Linked DNA regions of Mus musculus: region 1 is linked to region 2. A link is a contact called in public HiChIP or PLAC-seq data. All regions are on one chromosome and are shown on one strand. The core of a region is the stretch at or near the end of the contact, and the rest is flanking DNA. Distances in the headings are between cores, read along the strand shown.

What was found. HiChIP or PLAC-seq counts read pairs in DNA pulled down with a chosen protein or histone mark.
Region 1: an H3K27ac HiChIP or PLAC-seq map of acute myeloid leukemia shows a contact between it and region 2, with 2.5 times the contacts expected there. The contact joins two enhancer-like sites.

What each region holds. Positions count from the first base shown.
Region 1 is chr17:87,252,719-87,259,082 of GRCm38.p6, forward strand. It overlaps Mcfd2 (multiple coagulation factor deficiency 2), which reads right to left. Exons shown (of 4, transcript NM_139295.3): 2 at 5,210-5,371; 3 at 4,429-4,588; 4 at 1,725-3,339. The coding sequence starts at 5,355. The coding sequence ends at 3,208. Among named protein-coding and RNA genes, the nearest start is that of Mcfd2, 10 kb to the right of the region's middle. Within about 2 kb of position 3,088, at least 59 of the 459 cell types and tissues checked have an H3K27ac peak or open chromatin away from gene starts, as enhancers often do. A contact at or near this core is called in acute myeloid leukemia, where this site is marked.
Region 2 is chr17:86,727,979-86,735,245 of GRCm38.p6, forward strand. No RefSeq gene overlaps it. Among named protein-coding and RNA genes, the nearest start is that of Epas1, 22 kb to the right of the region's middle. Within about 2 kb of position 4,318, at least 230 of the 459 cell types and tissues checked have an H3K27ac peak or open chromatin away from gene starts, as enhancers often do. A contact at or near this core is called in acute myeloid leukemia, where this site is marked.

The DNA.
Region 1 (6,364 bases), core at 1,838-4,337, 520 kb after region 2:
CCTGCTTTTAGAACCCCTTTCCTCTTACTGGTTGTCTTGCCCAGCCTTGATTGGGGGGGGGGGGGGCTGTGCCTAATCTTACTGTAACTTGGTATGTGTGTTCAGCTGATACCCCTGGGAGGCCTGATCTTTTCTGAAAAGAAATGGAGGAGTGGATCTGAGGGAAAGGAGGGGTGTAGAATGACTGGGAAGAAAGAAAGGAGGGGAAACTGTGCTGGGAATGTAGTACATGAGAGAATAAAATTATACATACATACATACATACATACATACATACATACATACTCTCAAGCCAGGTGGTGGTAGAACATGTCTTTAATCTTAGCACTCCGGAGGCAGAGACAGACAGATCTCTGTCAGTTCAAGGCCAGCCTGATCATCAAAAGGCAAGTTGTAGGATAGCCATGGATATGTGTGTGTGTGGTATATGTATATATAGTATGTGTATATATGTATCTTTTTTTGATGTGTATGAGTGCTTACATGTATGTAAGTGCACTACATACATACAGTGACTGAGGAAGTCAGAACAGAGAATTGGACCGTCTCTCCGGCCCGTTAGTTACCATTTATTTTTAAAGCCCATCTCTATCACTTTCTTAAACCTACCCCAGAGCCCCTGATAGGATGGAATGTAATGAAAAGCAGGATGTTGACACTCTAGAATGACACTACCTGGGGCAGGGGGGGGGGGGGCTGTAGTTCGGTCTTATGTGGCAGATATGAGTGCACAGACACCAGAGCACAGTCATGGAAGCCACAGGTGTCGTTCATGGGAGCACCACCTTGTCTTCTGAGGCGGGGTCTCTCACTGGGACCCAAAGCTTGCCAATTACTGAGGCTGACTGGCCAGAACTCCAACAGTCCACGTGCCCCTGTCTCCCCAGTGCCAGGGTAACAACTGTACACCATCACAATGACTTTGTGGGTGCTTAAGACCAAGCTTGGCCCATCACCCTTGCAAGGCACTTTCCCAACTTACCTATCTTTCCAGCCCTGGCTTTCTCTTGTTTTGTTATCTTCTTAATGCCTTTGTGATTTCTTAATTCCCTTCTTAGTTCATTTTTAGATGAGAAATTAGAGTTTAGGACTTTATAGATGAGGGGCTGCTGGCCTGAAACCTAAACGTAGCTCCTCCCGGACCTTGCGGCTCCTGGACCTTGCGGCAGGGCTGCCTCTCCCGGGCACTGCTCCATTCTACAGGTAAGGCAGGTCACAGCTGGCCCCGTAGCATTCACAGGCAGAGGATCAAGCCTTGCCTAGGGGATGTGTCACTAACGTCCCAGACACTCACTCTCCCATCAGGAAAGGCAAGCAAGGACAGGACCGTAGAGGTGACAAGAAGAGGCAGCCACGGAGGAGAGGTCCTACCTTTCCTGCTTAACCATCCAATTCTATCTCTGAAGGACCTTCTCTGTCCTGGCCGACTCCCAGGCTGCCAGACAGTAAAATTCCTCCAGGTCTGAGTCCACTGCCAAGATCCTTCCAAGGAGCTCTGCACGGAGGGCCAGGACACAGTCTAAGGGCCTCAGGGCTCGGGGAGGAATCTTTATCACAGGCAGAAGTGTGTCATTTTCAGAATCCCAGAGAGACTGCTCTGACACTTGGACCACGGAGCACTCCAATAATGTGATCTATAATCAGTAAGTTAGCAGACTCAAGGGGAAACAGTGTGTTTGCCCACCCGAGAGAGAACTGTCACAACCAGAATCCAGCCGGAGAAGGAAGATTCAAAAGCGAGTTCATTCGGAAGGATACAAACCACGCTAAAAAGGAAAGAGAAGCTGAACACAGAATCCCCTGTGCAAGACAGAACGGCCCAGGGCCTGGTGAGCTACCTCACAGCTTCTGGGAGGAAGGCAGGTGTGAATGCTGGCACTGATCCAGCCTCCATGCGGCAGGAGGCTTCATGGGGGACAGAGTCAACGTCAACAGCTGCTTGCTTTTTCATCCATTTTATTGTCAGATAGCCAGAGTTCATTATATAAATCTTTCAAAATAATGAGATATTACAAGAATAGCTTACATGTCAGCTCTGATTTCACAAATACTTGACACAGAAAACTGTCTTACAAGAATACTTTAATAAAGAAAAATAAGTCTCTATTCACCTTAGAGCAGATTTGGCTCCATTTCTTTCCTGATCCTGCTATCATTCTGGATTCTCTTACGGAATGTCTACAACATCTCACAGAGCAAGTACAACCTGTGGCAGCTTCTCTTTCAGCTACTACTGAGGTTCACAACGCTAAAGGGCTTTAGGCTTTCTTTTCTGATCTTCCCTGAAATTAAAAGAATTCTTTTATTCTTTTATTCTTTGTATTCAGGCTCGAAGAGGTAATTTTAAAAACATTCCTTCCAACTTCGATGAGGTTAGCCACTGCTCTTAGTGACTGATGGTCTCAGGCCTCGCTCAGGCTAGACCAGCTGACAGTTTAACCTGAGATACCAAGTTAACAGTTCACAAGCCATGAAGGGAGCCCTGGGAGCAAGGATACAATACAGGGGTCAGGAAAGCTCAGACAGTGGAAAGTGATTAGAGAACACACCCCAATTCAAGGTTTCCCTCCTGGTCAAATGATACAACACAGGGTATGGCAGTAGTTGTGGAAGATACTGAAGATCTGGAAAAGGCTAATTATTCAGGCCAGTGGTGCTTCATTTCCAAAAGGCCAGTGGGCAAGGAATCCTAGACTCTGCATCTGGGTGGCCTCAGTGGGCGACATTCCTCTTCTGCTGTGGCTTTAATATATGATGCTGTATGCCTGGGGAACAGAATACTGACCACATCTGCCTAAAGACAGGACCAACCAGGGCAAGCGTGTGGCTTTCACACTCTCCCTCCACTGTTTCTCAAGTGTGTCCACTTGGCCAAGCAGCCTGTCTTTACTTTAGGTAGCATGGATTAACATCAAGAAGTCAGAGTGGCATTCTACAGTCGGATTCCTGAGAACTCGGGATACCCACCGCCCTTCCGAAGATCCGCATCCAGCTCTTGCCCAACAAGCTTAAACACACCTCTAGGGACTGAGGCCTGTCCCACTTCTCTCCACAGTCATGTGGCTTCTTCCTCACCCCACTCTTACAGACTGCCACAGGCTCTTACCAAAGTGCTGAGCAGTAGACGGAAATAAGTTGTTTCGCATTACCAGACACATCCATCACATTAGCAAGGGTCACATGTGCACAAAGGAAAGAGCCAACGGTCTACTGCAGTGACTTTGCAAACTCAGCGTAGTCGATGTAGCCGTCGTTGTTCTTGTCATCGTCCCTCAGGACACCATCTATGATGCTGACGAGCTCATCCTCGCTCATGACTGGCGCCTGCTCACTCCCCTCCTACCGAGAGGTACACAAGACGGTGAGGGGCAGAATTACGGAGGGCATTAGCAAACGCCTACAAGGGTCACTTATCTAGGAGCCCTCGAGGGAGAATGTGCCACTTCTAGGAATCCAGACTCAGGCCAGGCAGGGTCAATTTATAAAACTCCAAGTGAGAAACTACATATGCCAGCTACAGAAAGATGGGATAAAAACAGGTCCTGGCTTTTTATCACTGTTGATATAGTAACAAGGTAATGTACAGACACTGCAGACAGCTGGGTCTGGATTACAAAGAACCGCTTGTCAGAGTCTGTGACTTCTACACCCATCCTAAGGCAAGAGCTCACTGCCTGATTCCTCCACAGGGTCAGCCTACTGCACAATTTGCCTAAGAAAATGGGAACAGTGACAATGAACACCTCAAGGTCAAAACAAGAGGAAGAAAACACTGCAAAACACTGCTGAAGAGAAAGCAGCGCCCTGTTCTAGAGGCTGCTGACAGAGGGCTGTGCCTGCGACAAAGCTCTGGCCATTCTCGTGGAGACCACCTTGGTCCATCTCCCACACCAATGTCATGGCCACACTGCCACTCCCGTGCCAGGACTGCTGGATCCTGACTCCTCTGACAGTAGTGTCACCTCCACACAGAATCCACTGCAGTGAAAGCTTGCTGGGCTCCCTACTGCCTCTCATCTCTCACCCCCTCCCCGCCTCCATCAAGCAGAGTAAGTGTCTCCCCTATTGATGCAGGCAGGCAGGGAGCCTGACATGACCATGCCTTGGGACAGCAGGAAGTACCTCACAGTATGACACAACCCCCACCTACTTCCAAAGCTCTGCCCCTTGGTCCCGGTGTCACCCTTCTTCTCAGATGAAATGACCGCTTTCCTGTGCCCTACACTGTGGTTTTTTGGCCGGACCCTCAAACTCCAGCTGTAGTGAAAATGTCAACATTTTAGCTTGGGCCAACCAGGCTTAGCCTCTCTGGGGTGAGGGTGGGATACAGAAACCGGATAATGCTCTGCTGAGGCAGGAACACAGCACAGGTCACCAGCGTGGGCACTGTCTACTCAGATGCCCAACCCTGCCTCCTCCTTGACCTACCTCCTTGTGCACGTGAGTGATGGCTATGGAGAGCTCTAGGCCGTCAAGCAAACTGTTGCCGTCGTAATCATGCATTTTGAAGTAATGGAGCTGCAGTTCCTGTGGGGACATCTCCGCCTCTGGCTGGTCGATGACACCTTCCAGATGTTCCATGATGTGCCTGAAAACCAACAGTCAGACTTGTCAACACCTTAGAAGGGCTTTGAAACAGTCCACGGTCAAGAACATAGCACACAGCCAGGGCCACCAAAGGTGCAGGGCCACAGCACAGCGGCCACCTGGCACCTTCTTTTTACTGTTAGACCTTGGTTACAATATTTTTTGAACTACCAATTTAATAGCAAGCTCCAGACTAACCAGGGTATCTACTGAGACCTTGTCTCAAATACACAAACAAGCAAAAAACAGATAACGAAGCTAAACGTGAAGTTTACTGGCCAAGGAAGACTCAGTGTTGGAATGTGTCACTGAAAACGCCTTGTCGTAATCAGGAAACCATGAGTACATTCTGGATTCTGTTACTGCATGTGCTGGACAGGGAAGGGGGAAGGAGGAAGTCTGAATTCTGACAAATAATTCGGTGTGTTTAGGCTTCAAGAGCCCCCAACCGTGAGATGCTGAAGACAGGTATCTTACTACCAGGAGTCCCAAGGGATAATGTTGAGCACTGAAAACTGTTCAGGGGCCCTATAAAGTGACAGGACGGGAGGAGGCGGGGGCAGCCTATGAGCTATGGCTGCAGATGGCAGGGACGCAGAGCGCTGCCCCACTGAATACATACTCTTGGTCGTGCACTGTGCTCTTATCCAGGCCCACGCTGCCATGATGGACATCAGCCCCGTGGTCATGGGCTCTGGCACCTGGAGCACAAAAGACCCAAAGCAGGACACACAGCAAGGGAGCTCTGAGCAGCTGTAGGGTTGCCATGCTTCCGGGTGGGTACCTGGAAGGTAAGAAACACAGACGGTGAGGCACAGTACCAGAGCTTCTGGAATCCTGGGAGGCGTGAGGCTGCAGACAAGAGCACTGAGAACGGGCAGAGGAGGGCACCTGCTCAGCGTGCGTGTGCCAGGAGCTGGGTGCCACTCCCAGTACCACAGAAAAGGTCAGCCTAGGGTGCCGGTGCACACCTTTAATCCCAGCAGTTGGAAAGTAGAGGCAAAGGCAGGCACATCTCCTAGCTCGAGGCCAGCCTAGTCTACAGAGCTAGTACCAGGATAGCCAGGGCTACACAGAGAAACCCTGTCTCCAAACACAGGGGAGAGGGGAGAGGGGAGAAAAGGGAAGAGGGGAGAAAAGCGGAAAGGGAGAGGGGAGAGGGGAGAGGGGAGAGAAGAGGGGAGAGAAGAGGGGAGAGAAGAGGGGAGGGGAGGGGAGGGGAGGGGAGGGGAGGGGAGGGGAGGGGAGGGGAGGGGAGGGGAGGGGAGGGGAGGGGAGGGGAGGGGAGAGGAGAGGAGAGGAGAGGAGAGGAGAGGAGAGGAGAGGAGAGGAGAGGAGAGGAGAGGAGAGGAGAGGAGAGGAGAGGAGAGGAGAGGAGAGGAGAGGAGAGGAGAGGAGAGGAGAGGAGAGGAGAGGAGAGCAAGCCAATTCTGCCCCAGCTCACCTGCTTCCCATCACCGAACTGGGCAGTACAGATCCACAGATCTGTTAATGTCCGAGGGCTGAGCAGTCACCCAAGAGCATGCAAGGATCCAGAGACTATTTCTGTATAGCAGCCCAGAGAGAGAAACGCTTCCTAGTTGAGTACAACAAAAGCAGAGTGAGGGGTTTTCAAAACAGAAAAGAACCTTTGGGAGTTCCGAAGAAATCTCCTTGGGTGACGGCTGACAGAGCCAGTAATGCTTCAGCCAGTCCTGGGCAGACACTGGAGCTGGGGGACAATGGCAGCTGAAGGCGAGCAAGTGCTAAGGCAGCGGGCACATGTGGAGCCAAGAGG
Region 2 (7,267 bases), core at 3,068-5,567:
CCGCTTCCTCCCCTCTGTGTGCGCTCTGTGCATTCCTCCGTCCATTCGGGGCAGCACAGTGTGAGCTTCTGCAGTGGAGAAAGTCAAGCAGGGATCTCTCAGTTCTTCTCTTTCCCAGATTGTCTTGGCATTTGCACCGAGGAGATCTGAGTGTCGTGGAATTGAATTGAAAACTTCCTCCCTGCCTGTCAGAGACCCTTGATGGGTTAATGGACTGGCTGCTTTCCGGCTCTTCTCAGCCAGTGCCTAATCCCAGTTCTCTACTTCATAATTCAATCTATGCCATTTGCCAAATAAGTTGTAGAGGCAGGGTGTCCTCTTCCCTCCCTTTGGTGGGATGAAGAGGAAGTCTTCTGTGCCTGCCTGCATGGCGGCCGGCTCCCCATTCTTCCTCTCTCACCCAGGTGAACTGAGGGGATCTAATGGTTTAGAACACAGAGCAGGGTCAAAGGGATGTGTCAAGCAGCTTACACTCTGACTAGGCTCAGTGAAGGACCTCCCCCAGCTGAAGGGTCATCTGCTCCTCTCCAGGACACCAGCAGGATACCTTTGTCACCAGGTACCCTGTCTACATACAGTACAGCTGATTTTCACTCCATTTGTTGATTGTGTATTTCAAAACGTGGGTAGGAGAAACCATGGACTGTCTATTGATTCAATTCCTGATAGACAAGGAAAAAACTAGAGAAACAATTTTAAGAACTATCTTATACCCAGAGGCTATATGGTAGGTAGGATGGGTTTCTAGGATCCAAAGCCAGGTTTCACAGAGTAGCCATCCAGGTCTCTACATCCCTGGGATGTTTCTCTCTCTCTCTCTCTCTCTCTCTCTCTCTCTCTCTCTCTCTCTCTCTTCTCAAGGCTTCCCGAACATGTAAGGCTCTGGAGCTGGGAGTTGTAAAGTGTGGACCTGCCACTGTGAATGGCCCAGTGTAACTGCCCAGGGTTAAAATGAGACAGCCAGCGATCCAGAAGAAAACCCGCAAGTGGCAAAAGCGTGCTTCCTGTGCCCACAGTGCACAGGCCGAGCAGGGGGTGTGCAGGATCCCCCAGGACCTGGCTTAGCTCTGGGTGAGTTACTAAGGACAAAGGGTTTCTTAGAAGGATGCTCTGGAGACCCTTCAGGCACACACATCCTTCTTTTGTGATTGACTAACCGCAGCACATCCACAGAGAGATGCCTCTCTGGCCACCCGCTAAAGCTCTGCATAATGGAGGGACAGCTGAATGTCACGAATGTGTCTGAAGGAGTTTGAGTCAAGCTAAACTTTATATATAGATAGATAGATAGATAGATAGATAGATAGATAGATAGATAGATAGATAGATATAGATAGATAGATATATAGATAGATAGATATAGATATAGATATAGATAGATAGATAGATAGATAGATGGTATAGTATAGGTATAGATATAGATGTATAGATGTATAGATATATAGATATATATAGATAGATATAGATTAGATAGATATAGATATTTCTTATTCATTTTAAGAAAGGAGCTCACTTTGTAACCCAGGATGTCCTGGATCTTACTCTATAGCACACAAGCTTGGCTCAAACTCATAGCAATCCTCCTGCCTCAATTTCCTGGAAGCTTACACCACCAGGCCTGGCTTCTTGAGCCAACTGTGAAGAATTTTTAGCATATCTCCCTACCCTTTGGTAGTGGGAATATGCGGATCAAGCTTGGGGTCGTGCACATGCATGGTGGACAGACTAGACCACTATGTACCACTGAACCATATCCCAGGCTCTCAGCTTTCCAACTCCCGGGTGATAGCAAGGGTAATTTTCATGGATAGCTATTCCTGTAAAGGAAGCTTAAGATTTCTGAGCCTATGACTAAATTGTCTGGAAGGGCACTCCATCTTCAACAAACTCTATGGCCCAGTTGAGCAGGAAGTACGTAGTTGAGAGTGATTTTATGGCTTAGATGGCCATAAGCAGTCATTTCCCTAGACAGTAGTTTGATCATTTACCAATCTTTATAGAACAGTCCTTTAAGCAAAACAATCCCAACCAATTCTCAATTCTTAGAGGTACCAGAGGATTTATTTCCGTCTGTCTCTGTTTCTGTCTCTCTCTGTCTCTCTCTCCCCACTCTCTTACATACACACACATGTGTGTATCATGTCATATCACATGCATATCATATATATGATGTATATGGTTCTCACTCTCCTCTAGTATATATAATGATTTCAGTGCTCTATCTATCTCTCTATCTAGCCACGGTTTCATATATTCCAAAGTAGCCTCAGACTCACTGTGCAATTAAAGATGGCCTTGAGCTGCTCTTCACACCACCACTGCTCAATAAATACTAGGATTATGGGCTTGCACCACAATGTTCTATCATGCTGCACTGAGCACCAGTCGAGGCTGTGTGATGCTAAGAGAAACTTTGCCACCTGAGCTCCACCCTCTATACCTATTTCAGATGTCTTAAGACATCAAAATATGCTTAGGATCTTCATTCTCATCAGATGTAAATGTCCAATGAGAGAGAAGGGTCTTATTGGAAGAGCCTAGGCATTTATTCTGGAGAAAGGTCCTCTCAGCGTGTGAACGGACAGAGATGTGAACAGACAGAGATGTGAACATATCCTAGTGTCATCTTGGGGTTACTCAAGTCTCTCTTACTGCAATCTTCAGTTAGTGGAGCCTTCATAAAACACTCTCATGAACACAGAGGATCCGGTGAGACCCAGCATTCCCTCACCCAGAGGATCCAGTGAGTCCCAGCATCTTCTCAGCCTCTGCTCTTCTCCTTCCTTCCAGGTCTCAGGAAAACACACATTTGGTGGCTTTCAGGTTTGTTCTTCACTGTCTCCTTCATGGGCCGACACCACAGGTCCAGAGGATAGGATGGAAATAAACCCTACAGGAAGCCGAGTAACCAGTGCTGACCCTTTGCGTAGCAAAGCAGCTGTACAGCTCTGGAGACTCCAGAGAGTCTAGAAAGCTCCTTCTTGAGGCTGGTGTGATGACTCAGGGGCTTACGGGCGAAGAGCATAGACTATTCTTGCAGAGGAGCCAAATTCAGTTCCCAGCACCCAAGCTTGCAAATCTAGGCCCAGAGGACCCTCTGTGGGTGCCTGTGCCCACCTGCGTACACGCTCCTCCACGTACACACACTCACATACATGTAATCAAAAAGAGCACAGAACTAATCTTGCTAGAGGTGGTAGTGCATGCCTTTGATCCTAAATTTTAAGAAAAGGTTGGGGGAGAAAGCAAGCAAGTTCCTTTGTCCTCCAGAGGATACCATGGCACCTTGCTCTCCCGGATGATTGAAGACCACTGCCAAAGGTCAAATCCAGGACATTAAGTCAGGAAACCTCCAAGAGGTCGTCATGGAAAAGAAAATTCAAATCTGGCTATTCCTGGTGCTTCTTTCACTTTTTAAAAGACTTTTAAATCGTGAGTATGTGCCTGTGTAACTGCTGCTATCTACAGAGGCCAGACACATCTGATTCCTGGGAGCTAGAGTTCCAGGAAATTGGGCGCTGGGAACCAGACTCAGCTCGTCTACAATGGCAATCTATGTTCTTCACAGCTGAGCCGTCTTGCCAGTCCTTTACTTCAGGTTTAATTGGAAGTACATTGTTTTGTTGTTTGGTTTGGATTTAGTTTTTTTGTTTGTTTGTTTTGTTTTTTTGTTTTTTTTCAAGACATGGTTTCCTCTATGTAGTCCTGGTTCTCCTAGAACTCTCTTTGGATCAGGCTGGCCTTGAACTCACAGATATCCTCCTGCCTCTGCTGGGATTAAAAGGGAGTGCTACTTACCCTGGGGCTTGAAATACTTTTAAGGTTACAGAAAAGTGGGGGAAAAAATTAATAAAGAGCACTCCTACTTTTACTAGCTAAAATTTCAGCCAAGATTTCACACTGCCTCCGATCATTTTATTTAAAAAAAAAAATCGGATGAATTAGCAGCCTTTGTGAGAGTGCCCCGTAACAATCCTAATAGAATGCTGTGGCTTTCTCTTTTTCACTTAAGTCTAAATTAAATCTAAAGCTATGAATCAATACAGGAACACCAGGATAGTTTCAGTGTCATGGGCCCTACTCAGAGGGTCTCCTGTGGCTGTGGAAATGGGTTTGGCAGGGAGCATAGTGACTGGCACAAAGCAACCAAAGGCCCTGGTGACCCCAAGCTGAGAGGAGGCCTGCAAAGGTCGCTTCCTAGAAAGCCCCGCCCAGGCTTCCTCCTCTGCTTGGCCCTTCCTGCAAGCCATTGTCGCTCTGGGAGGACCTAGCCAGCCGGCCTCGCAGGGAGGCATTTCCGGGAGGCACAGAGCAGGCAGCCTGGCAGGGCGGGGCCCACTGAAGGAGGAAGTGCTTGCCGAGGAGTGGCACGTCGCCCTGGGCTATGCCAAGTGCCCTGCTGGGCATGGGGAGGGGACTGTGCCACCACGCTGGGACCAAAAACAGACCTTGAAGGCTTAGAGCAGAGGTGGGGGCATTCCTTCCTGCCTTGATTCCCACAAGTGAAGAAGGTATTTCTTGCTTCTTGTGCATCTTCTTAGGGCTCTGTGTTGAGGAAAAAAATTCATTCATTCATTCATTCAATCAATCATTTATTCAGTCAGTCAGTCATCCATTCACTCACGCTATCCACAAACAATTGCTGAGTGTCATCTGCCTGTTGGGGACAGAGCAAGGAGCAGAGAGCTGGGAGTGAGGACCACAAACATCCTTGCTCTGACTGACAAAGACCAGCAGACATAGTAAGTGCAGCATACACACAGTAGGAATAAGTGGTGCCTGGAGATGGATAAGAGGAGAGAGGAGCAGACAGCTCCCTGGGAAGAGCATTATAGGTGAAGAAAAGAGGAAGGACTGTGCCCAGCTTGGGAAGTCTGGCTGGCAAAAGTGAACTTCCTGTTGGTTTTTCTCTTAGCAATGTGCCCACCACCCCAGTCATAGGGGAGTAGCCATATCTGTGTTTCAGTGGCGCCCATGATTTGCCAGGATAAACTGTATCCACTTGGGCTGGGCTGGTAAGATGGCTCAGTGGTTAAGAGCACTGACTGCTTTTCTTGAGATCCTGAGTTCAAATCCCAGCAACCGCATGGTAGCTAATAACCATCTGTAATGAGATTGGATGCCCTCTTCTGGTGTGTCTGAAGACAGCTACAGTGTATTTACATATAATAAATAAATAAATCATATCCATTTTGGGATGTCTACTGACATCCACATCACTTGAATCCAATTGATCTCTCCAGTTGTGGTCCCCTTCCGGGACCCAGGGCTCTGGGCTCAGTAGGTCCAGACTTCAGACCCAGGTTTCTCCCATGTGTCTCTTCCTCTGAGAGTTTGTACCACATCACATTCTCTGTGGAGCCTCTATCTACTTTCCCCCCTGCCCACTCTAACTCCATCTACTGCATCTATGACACTTGGTGCAGAAATCCACCAGCCAGTGTCTGGCCATAGTACAGTTCTAAGTTGATGCATTCTCAGGTCCCATTGGCCGTGACTGGCTGTATTCCCCTCAAGAGTCCTCAGTAGCCAGCAGCTGGTACAGACTAGGTCTCAATAATGAAATGCAGAATGATCAACAGTCCTTACTTGACCTCTCTGGTCGCAGAGAAGGCTTTAGAACCCTTCAAAAGGCAACCTCTACCATGCTTCTAGCTATTTAATAGACTGTATTCACAGCTGCGGACTTCTAGGATACAGATTTCCTGTAGGCAAGAGGCTGGTATAGGAGGAAAAGTCTCATTTTCATTATAGAAAAATGGCTGGCTCAAGAGGCATTGTGTCTAAGAGAATAGGAGCAGCCACCCCTCTCCCTGACTCCACCCCTGCTCTGGGTGCCAGTCTGGGCTGACCACACAACTCCTGGAAACCCTAGCCATCGATGGGCTTCCTCTCCCTCCCCTAGGGACCTAAGCACTCCTGGGGCTGTGGCGCCTCTGCAACAGAGGCCAAGTTCTTATAAACATGTGCTGGGCTGCCCAAGGTCAGTGGAGTGGGGGTGTTTGAAGATCCTTACTCTGTCTTTGTCTCCTGATTCCAGTCCTCAAAGTCCTGATCCACGTCCCTGTCATGTCCCATGGATGGAATGGAAGGTCTCTGACTCACAGCTTAGCGTGAAATTTCTGAAGCTTCTTTTCCAGGTCACCCCCTTTACTCAGAAACCTGCAAGGGTTTGCCCAAAGGGCAAGGTTCATACACCGGGGTCTGGGATTTTAGGTTCTCTGCAGACTGACTCTAACTCCCCTGGATATACTTCTCCCTGATCTCCTTCACCAGTCTTGTCCCAGCAATGGACCAGTTCTGAGAGCTTTTCCTATCCAAAGGCTTTCCCACTCTCCTGTAGCTGTCTGTTCCTGGCAATCCTTGGCCTGCTCAGAGACTTCAAGTTCAACCATCTCCCACATACGTGTCTCATGATTGTCCACTATAGTGGTGGTTTAATAACCAGTCATCCTCAAAGCATTAACAGCCCCAGCAGCTCTAGGCTTTGTTGTTGCATTTGTCTCAGTCTTTCATCTATAAAGCGAGTGAGGCCTGACCTCACCCTGCATCACACTGATACAGAAGTCCCCAGTGCATGATAGGAGGCGGAGAATAGGTTTACCAGGGGGAGAATCCGGACCCTCGGCGTTGCTTCCTATGAGGCTTCTTGTACGTGCGTCCTGAGAACTCAGAGCATCCATGTGTTTGCTCTCAGGAAAGGCAACATTGTAAAGGTGCCCGGAAGGAAGCTCATCACCACCATTAAACCCTAACAGGAGGATGTCAGTTATGGAGAAAGGATGGCTGGTACAGGAGCCATTTCCGGAGTCATCTCTCTGCCTTCTTCTGGATATTCCTGTCAACTCCAGATTCGGGGACAGACAGAATAGAAAGAAACCATTTTCCCAAACAAAACCTTAACCACTCACTCTTCCAGGTCAAGAAAACCTCACCTCCTGAACTGCCATCCTGAGAAGAAAACTTTGATATGAGTTATCAGGTGGAGGGATGCGGCTGTCACTTGGGTTAACAAGGCTTCCCAGGGCTTCTGCTGACACCCTCTCTGAGGGAGGGAAGGGGATGGGCAGTAGCTCTGGGGGTGGAGGGGGGACTCCTGCTGGGAGGTAAAGTCACTTGGGTGACGAGGGACAGTGAGGTAGAGGTAGAGATACAGTGCCAGTGATGTAGGGTTTACAGAAAAGAAAGTGGGTGTGAGGCAGACGAACAGGGAGGTAGGGATATACCTGCATTTCTTGAGCAGCTGCTGTGTGCAGGCCACCATGCT